Linked DNA regions of Mus musculus: region 2 is linked to region 1. Evidence: chromatin contacts called from public Hi-C data. All regions are on one chromosome and are shown on one strand. Each heading gives the region's core, a stretch centred on a gene start, on an enhancer-like site or on the middle of the called end of the contact. The rest is flanking DNA. Distances are from core to core; before and after follow the strand shown. Region 1 has its middle 27 kb from the start of Il12b. Region 2 overlaps Gm42073 (a long non-coding RNA gene).

Region 1 (5,814 bases), core at 1,211-3,710:
TGGTGTGTGGCCCCTGTCGGGCCATGATTCACAGGTTGAGATACAGATGTAAGGCTCACTTCTGAGGACAAACTAAATTCTGTTCTTTATATGTTATAGGCCCCACCTATTGTTATATATCAGAAAATGTACTAAGAGATCCCATTTCTTCCACTAATTTTCTAGAAAGTAGTAATAATAAGTTGAGCAGCCTCTAAGGGTAGATGTTAGAATTTAAAAAGGTAACAAATGGGATGGAGAGATGGCTCAGTGGTTAAGAGCACTGACTGCTCTTCCATAGGTCGTGAGTTCAAATCCCAGCAACCACATGATGGCTCACAACCATCCGTAATGAGATCTGGTGCCCTCTTCTGGGGTATCTGAAGACAGCTACAGTGTACTTACATATAATAAATAAATCTTTAAAAAATGGTAATAAATTTAAATGTGAATGTACCCAAATTATGGAACACATTGGGAAATGGTCCAGATTCTAAACCCTGTACAATGAAACTGTTGAGATAGTCAGCTCAGTGTTTCATTCTAGCCACTGACACCCAGGCTGTAAATGATGGTCCTTTGACATGGTAATAATCTTATAGGCACATTCTGTTAGCCACAGCCCTTGTGATGTTAGCCTTAACGGACACCTTGACTGTATTTAGAATCATTATGGAAGCACATCTCTCTGCGTTTTGTTGACAGTGTTACTTGAAAGGTTTGACTGAAGCAGGACCATCTCAGAGACAGAGATGCTGGACGGAGTAGAAAGAGTTTGAAAGGGAACCAAGGACCAGCTCCCATCTCTCTCTACTTCTTGGCAACAGATGCAGTGTGACCACCTGCATCATAATCCTGACACCACATCCTCCATCCACGACAGAATGTGCTCTCAAATGTGAGCCAAAAAGAACCCTCCCTCCCTTAAGTTGATTTTTATTAGGTGTTTTGTCACAGACCCATTTGTGAAGTAACTAACAGAGCCCCATTCCTGTCTGGCTCAGTATGTAAACCTTTCTTCTTGCCTTGGAGTATTGAGATCACCCTGTCTGTTGTCCGAGAAGAAATTCTGTACGTAAGTCTGAAATAAGCTATACTCTTGGGAATCTGAAGTTTCCCCACCCTTTTCTTGAGTTTTGCAGTATTTTCCACCCATGGCAACAGGTAGACTGGGTAAGAAACTATCCTAGTTAAGGATTGTCACAATGTATTGTTCTTCCTCAGAACCTTCCCAGACTCCTCCAGCAAAATTCGTGGCAGGGAGCATGTGCAGCAAGCAGGTAGTGACAGAATAGAATCCCACTGAATTTGGTGGACATGGTTGTCAGCATCCACCTACAGAAGCCATGTCTTTTTGAACGTCTCCTTGGGGAGTCACCAGTGATACAGACTCCCTTTTTTTCTGATATGTCTCTAATATGTCTCTGTATTTCATTTTTTTAAAAAAATCAAATGTTTGGATTATGAAATAGGTCAGCTAAACACAGAAACTACACTGACAGATTCAATTCACCACCACAAGTAAGTGTGTGAAATCGTGAGTGTAACCACATTTCTCAGATGGTGAAGAAAATGTGCAACCATCTTTCTTGAAATGAAACCAAGAGACCGATGAGTGTCTTTCACTATCTGATAGTCAGGCCCATAAAAATAAACCAATTTATGAGAAGGTCTGAAGGGCAAGTTTAAGTCCCTCTATGTCTTCAGAGAAAAAAAGTGTGTGTGTATGTGTGTGTGTGTGTGTGTGTGTGTGCATGGACAACTTTTGAACATTGGTTCTTGTCTCCCACCTTGCTTTTACGAAGCAAGATCTCTCTTGTTGCTGCTACTGCCCTCTCTCCTCCAAACTAGCTGGGCAATGATCTTCCAGATATTTTCCCTACTCATCCTCCAATCTCTCCATAGGAATGTCGAGGTCATAGATGTGTGCCACATCCTGCCTTTTATGTGGATTCTGGGGGTGAAAAGCAGGTAGTCAGACTTGGGTGGCAAGCTTTTACCCAGTGAGCTAGCCTTCTGCCCCCCCCCCACTGATGCTTTCTAATCTTTCTATCTGTTATAGGGGTATTTTGTCTGTGTACAATGTGCACACCTGGTGCCTCCAAAGGCCAGAAGAGTTCATCAGGTCCCCTATGGCTGGAGTTAAGGTTGTGAGCCACCATAGTTGTGTTGGGAATCAAGCCTAGGTCTTTCTTGATAGAGCAGTTATATACACAGTGTCATACTCGATTTCTTGCCATTAACATTCCTGTTCTTGCCAGGGGTGGGGAAACCACAGCTCACTGTGTATCTGAAGCCCATGGATACTCAGAGACAAGTCCTGGCTTCCTGTCCAGACCGGACACGAGTGTTTTTGCTTTAAGCCCACAAACTCCACTTTCTCTCCCTGACAGGGTTTTCACTTCTCAGTAGGGGCAGGCATGTTCAAGGAATTAGAAGGGAAACGGAGAGGAGGAAATAGAGGAAGAAGGAGTCATGTGGACGAAGCGGAGGCCAAGGGAAGAGTAGGAAGAAGGCTTAGTGACAAAGAGGAAATCGGTGTAGAGCCATAGAAACCCAAAGATCTAATGTTAAGAGAGGAAACTCCATGGAAAATCCAAACAAAGAAAATACCACAAGGGAGGAAAAGAAAAAGACAGGGTTCCTCCTGTAAGCTCACTGCTTGTTAGGAACCAAAACACTGTGATTTCATCCAAACCCAGACCCCAGGTTTCTGTTTTGATCAGATTAAAATGGCCATTGAAAGCTGAGCCAGTGCTCAGTATCACACAGGTGGTACAGAAAACTGACCCAGGTTCCACTGCCCTGAAGGTGGATCCACAACGGGCACAAGTCAAACTTTTGGAGGCACCTAGCTTATGAGGCTACACTGTCTGTTTGCGTACCCTGCCTGGTAGTTTCCTGTGCCATCTCATGGTGGCTTCTTCCCAATGACTGATATTTTGGGTAGTGTCTGAAGTGATTGACTAGCTTGGTCCTTAAACCAATCATGTCCAAACTTGGGGGTAACCTAGAAACCAAGGATCATGTTAGGCGATATCTTATTCTCCAAAAGAAGGGAGAAGAAATGAAAGAGAAAGCTGTCAGTCTGTCAGTGACAGTGCATCCCTGTCATGACTGTCCCATTTGAGACATGCATTGGTTGCTGAGGTGGGTGGAATGACAGCCACATACACACTGTCCATCGTTTGGTAGAGCTGTTGCATGGCTCTCAGAGTCTCTATTGGCTGAGTGGGTGCAGGGGCTACTGTGTGGGAGCAACTGCTGCAAGGACAGACTGCCCCCTGTTGCAACTCATCTTCTTGAGAGCCCCCTCGATCTTAATTTAACACTTAGCTGTTCATTCAGGAAAGGGATGTGAACTTAAAAAAATAGTATAATCTGCTAAGTGCAATGGTGCCCAACTTTAGTCCCAACACTTAGGGTACAAAAGTAGGTGGATCTGGGAGCTGGATCCAGCCTGGTCATCTACATAGTGAGTTCCAGTTCAGCCAGAGATACACAGTGAGAGCCTGTATGAAAAAAAAAAGAGAGAGAAAAAGAGAGAATATTTTTTTCTTTTACAACTTCATACATGTAAACACTGTATTTTGATCATATTCATCCCTAACTCACACTTCCTGATCCTCTCAGGAACCCATAGGAACCCCTCCCTCTCCATCTCTCTTCCTCCTCCTCTATTGCTGCCTCTGTGAATCACTGAGGACAATCAGTCCTGCCTGATGGGATGTTGACTGATACTGTTGACTGTGTCCTGCGCAGGTAACCAACCAGAGCTTCTATGAATTCATGACTGCAATGCCATGTGCTGCCCAGAAGACAGCATTCCACGGCCCTTCTCTCTGCTCTCTCCACCCCTCCTCCTCGATGTTGCCACTTAGGATGGAACACTCACTAGACACTTCTTTGAAGTATTCTGATCAGCTATGGCTTCCACATAAACTGCCGGCCACTTCAGAGAGAAGACTCTAAAGCCAAGGTCGAGAGCAGAGCTAATGTGAGGTTAAAAACACAAATATTTTTTGTAAGAGAGCTTGAGGATGGATGTGTTCATTTAGCAAGACAACAGTAGTATCTTCTCACATAGAGCCTGTGACTTCCTGAGCCATGGGCTGGGATGTGAACTTTTTAGACTATGTACACACACACACACACACACACACACACACACACATCTGGAAGTCTTTTGAGAAGGAAAAAGTAGAAGCTCATTAAAGGTCTCTGGTATCCTGGACCACATGCTTACTCTCATTAGATGTTCCTCAACTCTGAGCTGGACACAATCAACTTCATTTTATAAAAGATGCTCAGAGATTTCCAGGATTAAGAGAAGGTGTGTCTGCTATAATCCTTTTGACTGCTTGCTCTATCTATCTATCTATCTATCTATCTATCTATCTATCTATCTATCTATCTATCTATCTATCTATCTATCTATCTACCTACCTAGCTACCTACCTATTTGTTTATTTATTTTGTATCCTTTCTTTCTTAGGTGTTCCCTCCTTCTTGAGGACATCTTGTGGTAATTGATTTAGATGCTTACCCCTCACCCAAGAACACCAGAATAGGCACCAAGGTTCTGGATCTCTGGCATGGTCCATTCCAGGACCCAGGAGATAACCTGATTATAAGAAGGGAGTTAGGTGTAATGGTCCCCTCGTGTCCACAGGGAATAAATTCCAAGACCTTCAGCGGATGTCTAAAACCACCAGTGTCAGTAAGCTCTATTCACACCTTCGTTTTCCTATGTATCCATGACAGAATGTAATTTATGACAATAAATAATAGAGCAGTTGTAATAATATGCTATAAGTTCTTTGAAATTTATGAATTGCTTAATTTTGGACCATTGTTAACTGTGGACATGTAGAGATGAACAAGATGAAGCTGAATCAGGGTGGAATGCTATCTATGGTAGCAAAGAGAAAAGAAGGATTGGTGTTTGTGTGGCAATATTCTGATGCTGTGGAAGCATCATTACACTAATATCCTAGTTAGGATAAAACATCATTGTCAAGATCAGGTTGAGAAGGAAGGGGCCTATTTGGCTTACACTTCCATATCACTGTTCATCACTGAAGGAAGTTAGGGGACGAACTCAAACAAGGCAGGAATCTGGACTCAAGAGCTGATGCAGAGGAAGGCTCACCAGTGATCCTAATCTGGAGGCTGGGAGATAGAAGTTTCTGACCTGGATCTTGGTATGGAGAGCTTGAGGCATAGTGGCTATGAATTCCAGAAGATTAAGACAAGGAGAACTCAAGAGGACAGTTCAAGGCCATCTGGAATTAAAGGTGTGATGGCACATACCTTTAATCTGGGCTACACCTTCTGCTGGAGACCTACATAAGAACATTGGAAGAAGGAAGGCTCTCTCTCTCTCCTTCGACTGTTTGCTGTGTGGGACTGTGCAACTGCTAGATCCTTGGATTTCCATTCACAGCTGCTGCTGACTATTGTTTGGAATTGGACTGCAGACTGTACGTCATCAATAAATTCCTTTACTATATAGAGACTACCCATAAATTCTGTGATTCTAGAGAACCCAGAGAGTTGATCACTGGCTTGCTCCTCATAGCTTGCTCAGCCTGCTTTCTTTTAGAACCTAGGACCACTAGCTCAGGAGTGGTCTTACTCACAATGGTCTGGGCCCTCCCACATCAGTCACTAATTAAGAAAATGCCTTACCGTTTGCCTACAGCCCCATCTTATGGAGACATTTTCTTAATTGAGGTTCCTTCTCTCAGATGACTTTAGCTTGTGCCGAGTTGACATAAAACCAGCCAGCACAATGAGCAAACAAAATAAACACAGTCAGAACATTTTAGTGTT
Region 2 (5,594 bases), core at 2,586-5,085, 65 kb before region 1:
CAGCAGAATCTTTGCATGTCTCTCTCTGACATGTTCTCCTTTATTGAGTTTTTTTTTTTTGACATGAGTGTAAGCTCTTTTTGCTACATTTATTTATTTTTTTGTATGCCTGGGTGTGTGAGTGCATGAGTGTGCACTGTGAGCCCGCATGTGCACTTGCACACATGTGAAATGCAGAGGCAACCTTTGAGTGTTCTGTCTTCTTACTATGTGTGCCACAGTGCTCACATTTAGGACATCATGCTTGGCTGCCAGTGCTTCTACCCACTGAAACATTATACTGGTTCATATGTGGCATTTCTTTACTATATCTGAAGACTTTCGATATTTTATTTCTCTAATTATAATGTTCCAAGTTAGCACTAATGTGAACATCAGTCTTTGTTTTCTTATTGCCAACTGTAACTAGTTGATTATTCTTATGATAAAATCAAACTTTCCTTGTCATTTTAAATAATAGCCACCTGTAGTTACTAATGTTTTTATGTGGTTGGATCCTTAGAGCTCATTTGGCCAGCCTGCTTATCCAAATGTATGTGCATGAAATTCAGCAAGAGATTCTTCTCAAAAAATAAAGGCGGAGGGTGTTTAAGTAAAAACATCCGATGTCAACATTCAGTCTCAACACCCACACCCACCCATGCACACACAAGTACACATGCACACATCCAGGTACACACACTGCACACACACATCCTTTAAAAAAAGATATATATATATTTATTTATTTATTATATGTAAGTACGCCGTAGCTGTCTTCAGACACCCCAGAAGAGGGCATCAGATCTCACTACAGATAGTTGTGAGCCACCACGTGGTTGCTGGGTTTTGAACTCAGGATCTTCAGAAGAGCAGTGAGTGCTTTTAACTGCTGAGCCATCTCTCCAGCCCACTCACACACCTTTTAACAAGCACATATACCACACACAAGCATGTGGTAGTATTTCCAAACCACATGTAGAACTCCCCACAAACATTTAGAATATCAGCAACTATATGTTTGATCTAAGACATCAAAAATATTTATTTTATGTATGTGTATATGTCATAATTACTGTGTGAGAAAGTCTCCATGAGATTTGGTGTTAGATTGCTGAGCTTCTTAGAGATTTAATTAAATCATTCATTCTTTTCTCAGATACAGATACTTAACTTTTTTTTAAAAAAAGATTTATTTATTATTATTCATAAGTACACTGTACCTGTCTTCAGATGCACCAAAAGAGGGCATCAGATCTCATTATGGGTGGTTATAAGCTACCATGTGGTTGCTGGGATTTGAACTTAGGACTTTCAGAAGAGCAGTCAGTGCTCTTACCCACTGAGCCATCTCACCAGCCCTGATACTTCTAAACACCACGTTAGGCTTTGCATCTGTGATATTTTCTTTTAAATAAATTCTGCAAATGGCAAGTAGAAGAAACCAATCAGATGGGTCTTAGTGGCGCTGCACGGGTTGCTTGGCTCATCACTGTGATGAACAAAGACTTCAGGAGGAAGGGGTTCATTTTGGTGCTCAGCTCCAGAGGACCTGCTCCTTCATGGCAGGAAAGTGTGTGACAGGAGCTTGAGGCAGCTGCCCACATTGTGCCCATGGTGTTAGCAAGCAGAGGGCAAGGCACGGTCTCGTTCAGTCTGTGTTTTCTCCTCTGCCAAGGGAATGGTGCCACCTAATTAACCCAATGAACCTAATTCAGAGAATCCATCACAGACATGTCCAGAAGTTTGTTTCTGAGGTGAATCTAGATCCTGTCAGATTGTCAGTATTAACTACCACACTCTCTGTGCTTGAATATCCTCCCAAAGTTGGACACTATGTCTATTTCTTTGTATTTCCACAAATATACAGCAAAGTCCCAAACTTGGTAGATCTTGACAAAGTGAGCTGAATTAATATTAGCCTGGTTTTTTATTATTGTTTGTTGTTGTTGTTATTGCTGTTGTTGTTGGTGGTGGTGTGTGTGTGTGTGTGTGTGTGTGTGTATGATTCATGTGTTTGGACACATATGCAATTATGGACACCAGAGACAAACTTTGTGGAGTTAGTTTATGCCTTGCTGTTTTTTGTAGGTTCTGGGGATCAAACTGAACACACCAAGCTTGGGCAGCAAGCGTCTTTGGCTTTGAGCACATGACCATGTGACATACAAGCCACACTAGTTTCACATTATTGTGTGTTTACCACTGAACTTCTTTAAATGCTTCCGACTGTGATGAGAGCAATGACAAGCTCAGCTGATGCATTATGTCCACCCTGTTATGTTCCCACTCCCTGTGTTCCATACATGTATCTGGAGCCATGGATCCCTCCTTGTATACTCTTTGGTTGGTGGTTTAGTCCCCAGGAGCTCTGGGTGGTCTGGTTAGTTGATATTATACTCCTTGATTTTTCAATTTACCCTCTCAGGGAGATGTCTTGAAATGATAAAAATATTTTCATGACGGCTTATTATAAAAGAAGAAAATTCCAAATTCCGGGTATTGGTGTTGGATGTACCGCTGCGTTCTCAGAGCTCTGTAATGCATGGTGGGTGCTTTCATCCAGACCTTAAAGACCTTCTGCTCTTAGTGTTATAGTAAATCGATTCACATCATTTAAAATGCCTTTGTAAAAGGAGTGTAGGCATGCACAGTGCCGTATCTAAATGGCCCAACATTTCTCTTACAGGGATGCTCCTAGAGTTCTAGGAGCTGGAGACTACATGACTGTCCTCCATTCTGGTTCCTAGGACAATGGGAGGTGTTAAAACTGATGACACTCCTGCCTCACCACTCTAGCATCCCCCTATGCTGTGGCATCAAGTCTCTCTCCCCTCCCGCTGATGTCATATAAGGCTATCCTCTGCTACATATGTATCTGGAGCCATGGATCCCTCCTTGTATACTCTTTGGTTGGTGGTTTCGTCCCTAGGAGCTCTGGGTGGTCAGGTTAGTTGATATTGTTCTTCCTATGGGGTTGCAATCCCCTTCAGCTCCTTCAGTCCTTCCCCTAGCTCTTCCATTGGGGTCCCTGGGCTCAGTCCTATGGTTGACTGCCTGTGAGTATCTGCATCTATATTGGTCAGGTGCTGGTAGAACCTCTCAGGGAACAGCCACACTAGGGTCCTGTCAGCAAGCACTTCTTAGCATCTGCAATAGTGTTGGTGCTTGGTGTCTGCAGATGGGATGGATCCTTAAGTCTCTGGATAACATTTCCTTCAATTTCTGCTCCATTTTTTTTTTTTTTGTCCCTGTCTTTCCTTTGAGTGGAAGAGCACCCACATAGAGGCAAAGGGGAGGTGTGAGAGGAGGGATGAGATGGGGGCTTTGTGGAGGGGTAACCAGGAAATGGAATATCATTTGAAATGTAAATGAATAAAATGATTAATAAAAAATAATGTTGGCTGTTGCATGAAATAAAAAGCTGATGCCATCTAGCAACAAGTGGGAAGTGAAACATAGTTGCCCTGCTGTCACCCAGGTCACCAGGGAACCACTAGCTCACATCCTCTGTGTGTGCAGCAATTGTAGGGAGAGTCACATGTCTCTTAGGCATTTCATGTCTTACATATGCCCAAGATGAACCCACATGGTTACTGTTCTCCCAGTAGCTCTATACACATGAAAAAAAAAATGCTCTGCGCCGGGCGTGGTGGCGCATGCCTTTAATCCCAGCACTCAGGAGGCAGAGGCAGGCGGATTTCTGAGTTCGAGGCCAGCCTGGTCTACAAAATGAGTCCCAGGACAGCCAGAGCTATACAGAGAAACCCTGTCTCTCCCCCCCCCCAATATTCTGCTGTGTGATTCAAGCCAGAGAAACTCCTTTTGTATGACTGATCTGGGGAACTCAGCTGAGCTGTGTGTTAGAGTTCAGCTGGGACCAAAAGCAACCGTGAAAGTACTATTTGTGAACAGGAGGGAACGGTATATCCCTGGGAAACATGGGCTTTGGAATGAAGTCACCAGGGTATTCCATGCATAAATGTCAAGATCTTAACATCCTTACACATTTCTATTCCCAAATGTCTTAGTTAATGTTACTATTGCTGTGATAAAACCCCATGATCAAAAGTAACTTAGGGAGGAAAGAGTTTATTTGGCTTATAATATCCCAAGTTACAGTCTATTGAAGGAAACCAAGACAGAAACTCAAATTGGGCAGGAACCTGGAAGCAGGAGCTGGCACAGAGGCCATAGAGGCCATAGAGGACCACCATGCCAGGAGTGGACCCTCTGACAATAGGATTCCCCCATCAATCCCTAATAAGGAAAATGTCCTACCAGCTTGCCTGCCTACAGCCAGCTCTTATGAAGGCATTTTCCTAAGTGAGGTTTCCTCCTCTCAAATGTCGAGCTATTGTCAAGTAGACATAAAACTAGCCATCACACCACACACTTATGGTTTAAATACCACATGTTTATTACCCCGAATTTTCTAAGCTTAAAAGTCCAAGCCTAGTTTACTTGGATATTCTGACTCATAAGGCCGACCCTTAGAGGGGATACTACAGTCGTCTTGTTTAGGGCTGTGCACTTATTCTCAGCACTCTGAGCAACCATAACCCTCTGCATTAATCAACATTCTTTACAAAACAAAGCTTATCCAATGGAGACTGAAAGCAACTCTCGTCGCTGCTCTAACTTCAGTGACTGCTTCATAGTGACTGCTTCACGGTGAGGCAGGAGTGCCCATTGCAGCTACAGCTTATTGACATGGCTAGGTTGGCCAGTGAGTTTCAGGAGCTACCCATCTCTGTTCAGTCAGTACCTGAGTTACATGGCATTATGTCAGTTTTGAATAGGTCTTCATGCTTACACAAAAGGCACTTTACCTGGTGGACAACTGCACAGCTCCATTTGCCCTATTATGATAGAGATTTGCTACAGTTTGGATCCAACTGTCCCCTAAAAACTCAAGTGCTAAAGGTTTGTTCCCCAGAGTGACACCACGGGGAGATGGAAAGCTTAAGGTGTGGGGTCTATGTGTATTGGTGTTTTGCCTGTATTTCTGTGTGAGAATGTCAGATCCTGGAGTTACAGACATATGTGAGCTGTCATGTGGGTGCTGGGATTTGAACCCAGGTCCTCTGGAAGAATAATCAGTGCTCTTAACCCCTGAGCCATCTCTCTAGCACCCAAGGTGTGGGGTCTAGTGTGAGACTTTTGGTCATTTAGAGTGTATCCTCCAAAGGAGATGATGAGTTTGCTCTTTGACATAATGTGGAGAGTTTGCTATGCGCTGCCATCAAGCTATTTCCCCTCATCGCAGACTCAAAAGCAACCAGGTCAACCAATCATGGGCAGAAATCAACGAAAATTATGAGCCAAGATAATCCTTTTGTCTTAAAATTATCTTTGGCATTTGCCACAGTCGAAGGCTGACTATCGTTGAGGTTTCCTTGTTGATGTGATAAATAAACCTAAGGAAGAAAGGGTTTATTTGGCTTACAGCTCCAAAGGAATAGAATTTAACATGGTGGGAAAAAGATGAGGCAGCAGGTATGGGAAGATAATGGCGGGAACTGAAGCCTGGCTGGTCACATTGCCTCTGCAAGTGGGAAGTACAGATTGAACCGGAAGTGGAGCAGGGCTACAAAGCCGTAAGTCCCACCCCT

Evidence for each region. A called contact is a pair of places that touch in the nucleus more often than the background predicts.
Region 2: a contact with region 1 is called in a Hi-C map of bone marrow-derived macrophages, with 59 read pairs. The contact joins two enhancer-like sites. A contact is called at or near these places in 1 of 39 promoter capture datasets (the C10 cell line), 8 of 484 Hi-C or Micro-C datasets (the BV-2 cell line, the HPC-7 cell line, bone marrow-derived macrophages and 4 more) and 1 of 115 datasets of contacts at active chromatin or transcription factors (embryonic stem cells).

What each region holds. Positions count from the first base shown.
Region 1 is chr11:44,369,692-44,375,505 of GRCm38.p6, reverse strand. No RefSeq gene overlaps it. Among named protein-coding and RNA genes, the nearest start is that of Il12b, 27 kb to the left of the region's middle. Within about 2 kb of position 2,460, at least 4 of the 459 cell types and tissues checked have an H3K27ac peak or open chromatin away from gene starts, as enhancers often do. A contact at or near this core is called in bone marrow-derived macrophages and macrophages, where this site is marked.
Region 2 is chr11:44,435,897-44,441,490 of GRCm38.p6, reverse strand. All of the region lies in intron 2 of Gm42073 (a long non-coding RNA gene), which reads left to right. Among named protein-coding and RNA genes, the nearest start is that of Gm42073, 16 kb to the left of the region's middle. Within about 2 kb of position 3,835, at least 22 of the 459 cell types and tissues checked have an H3K27ac peak or open chromatin away from gene starts, as enhancers often do. A contact at or near this core is called in bone marrow-derived macrophages and macrophages, where this site is marked.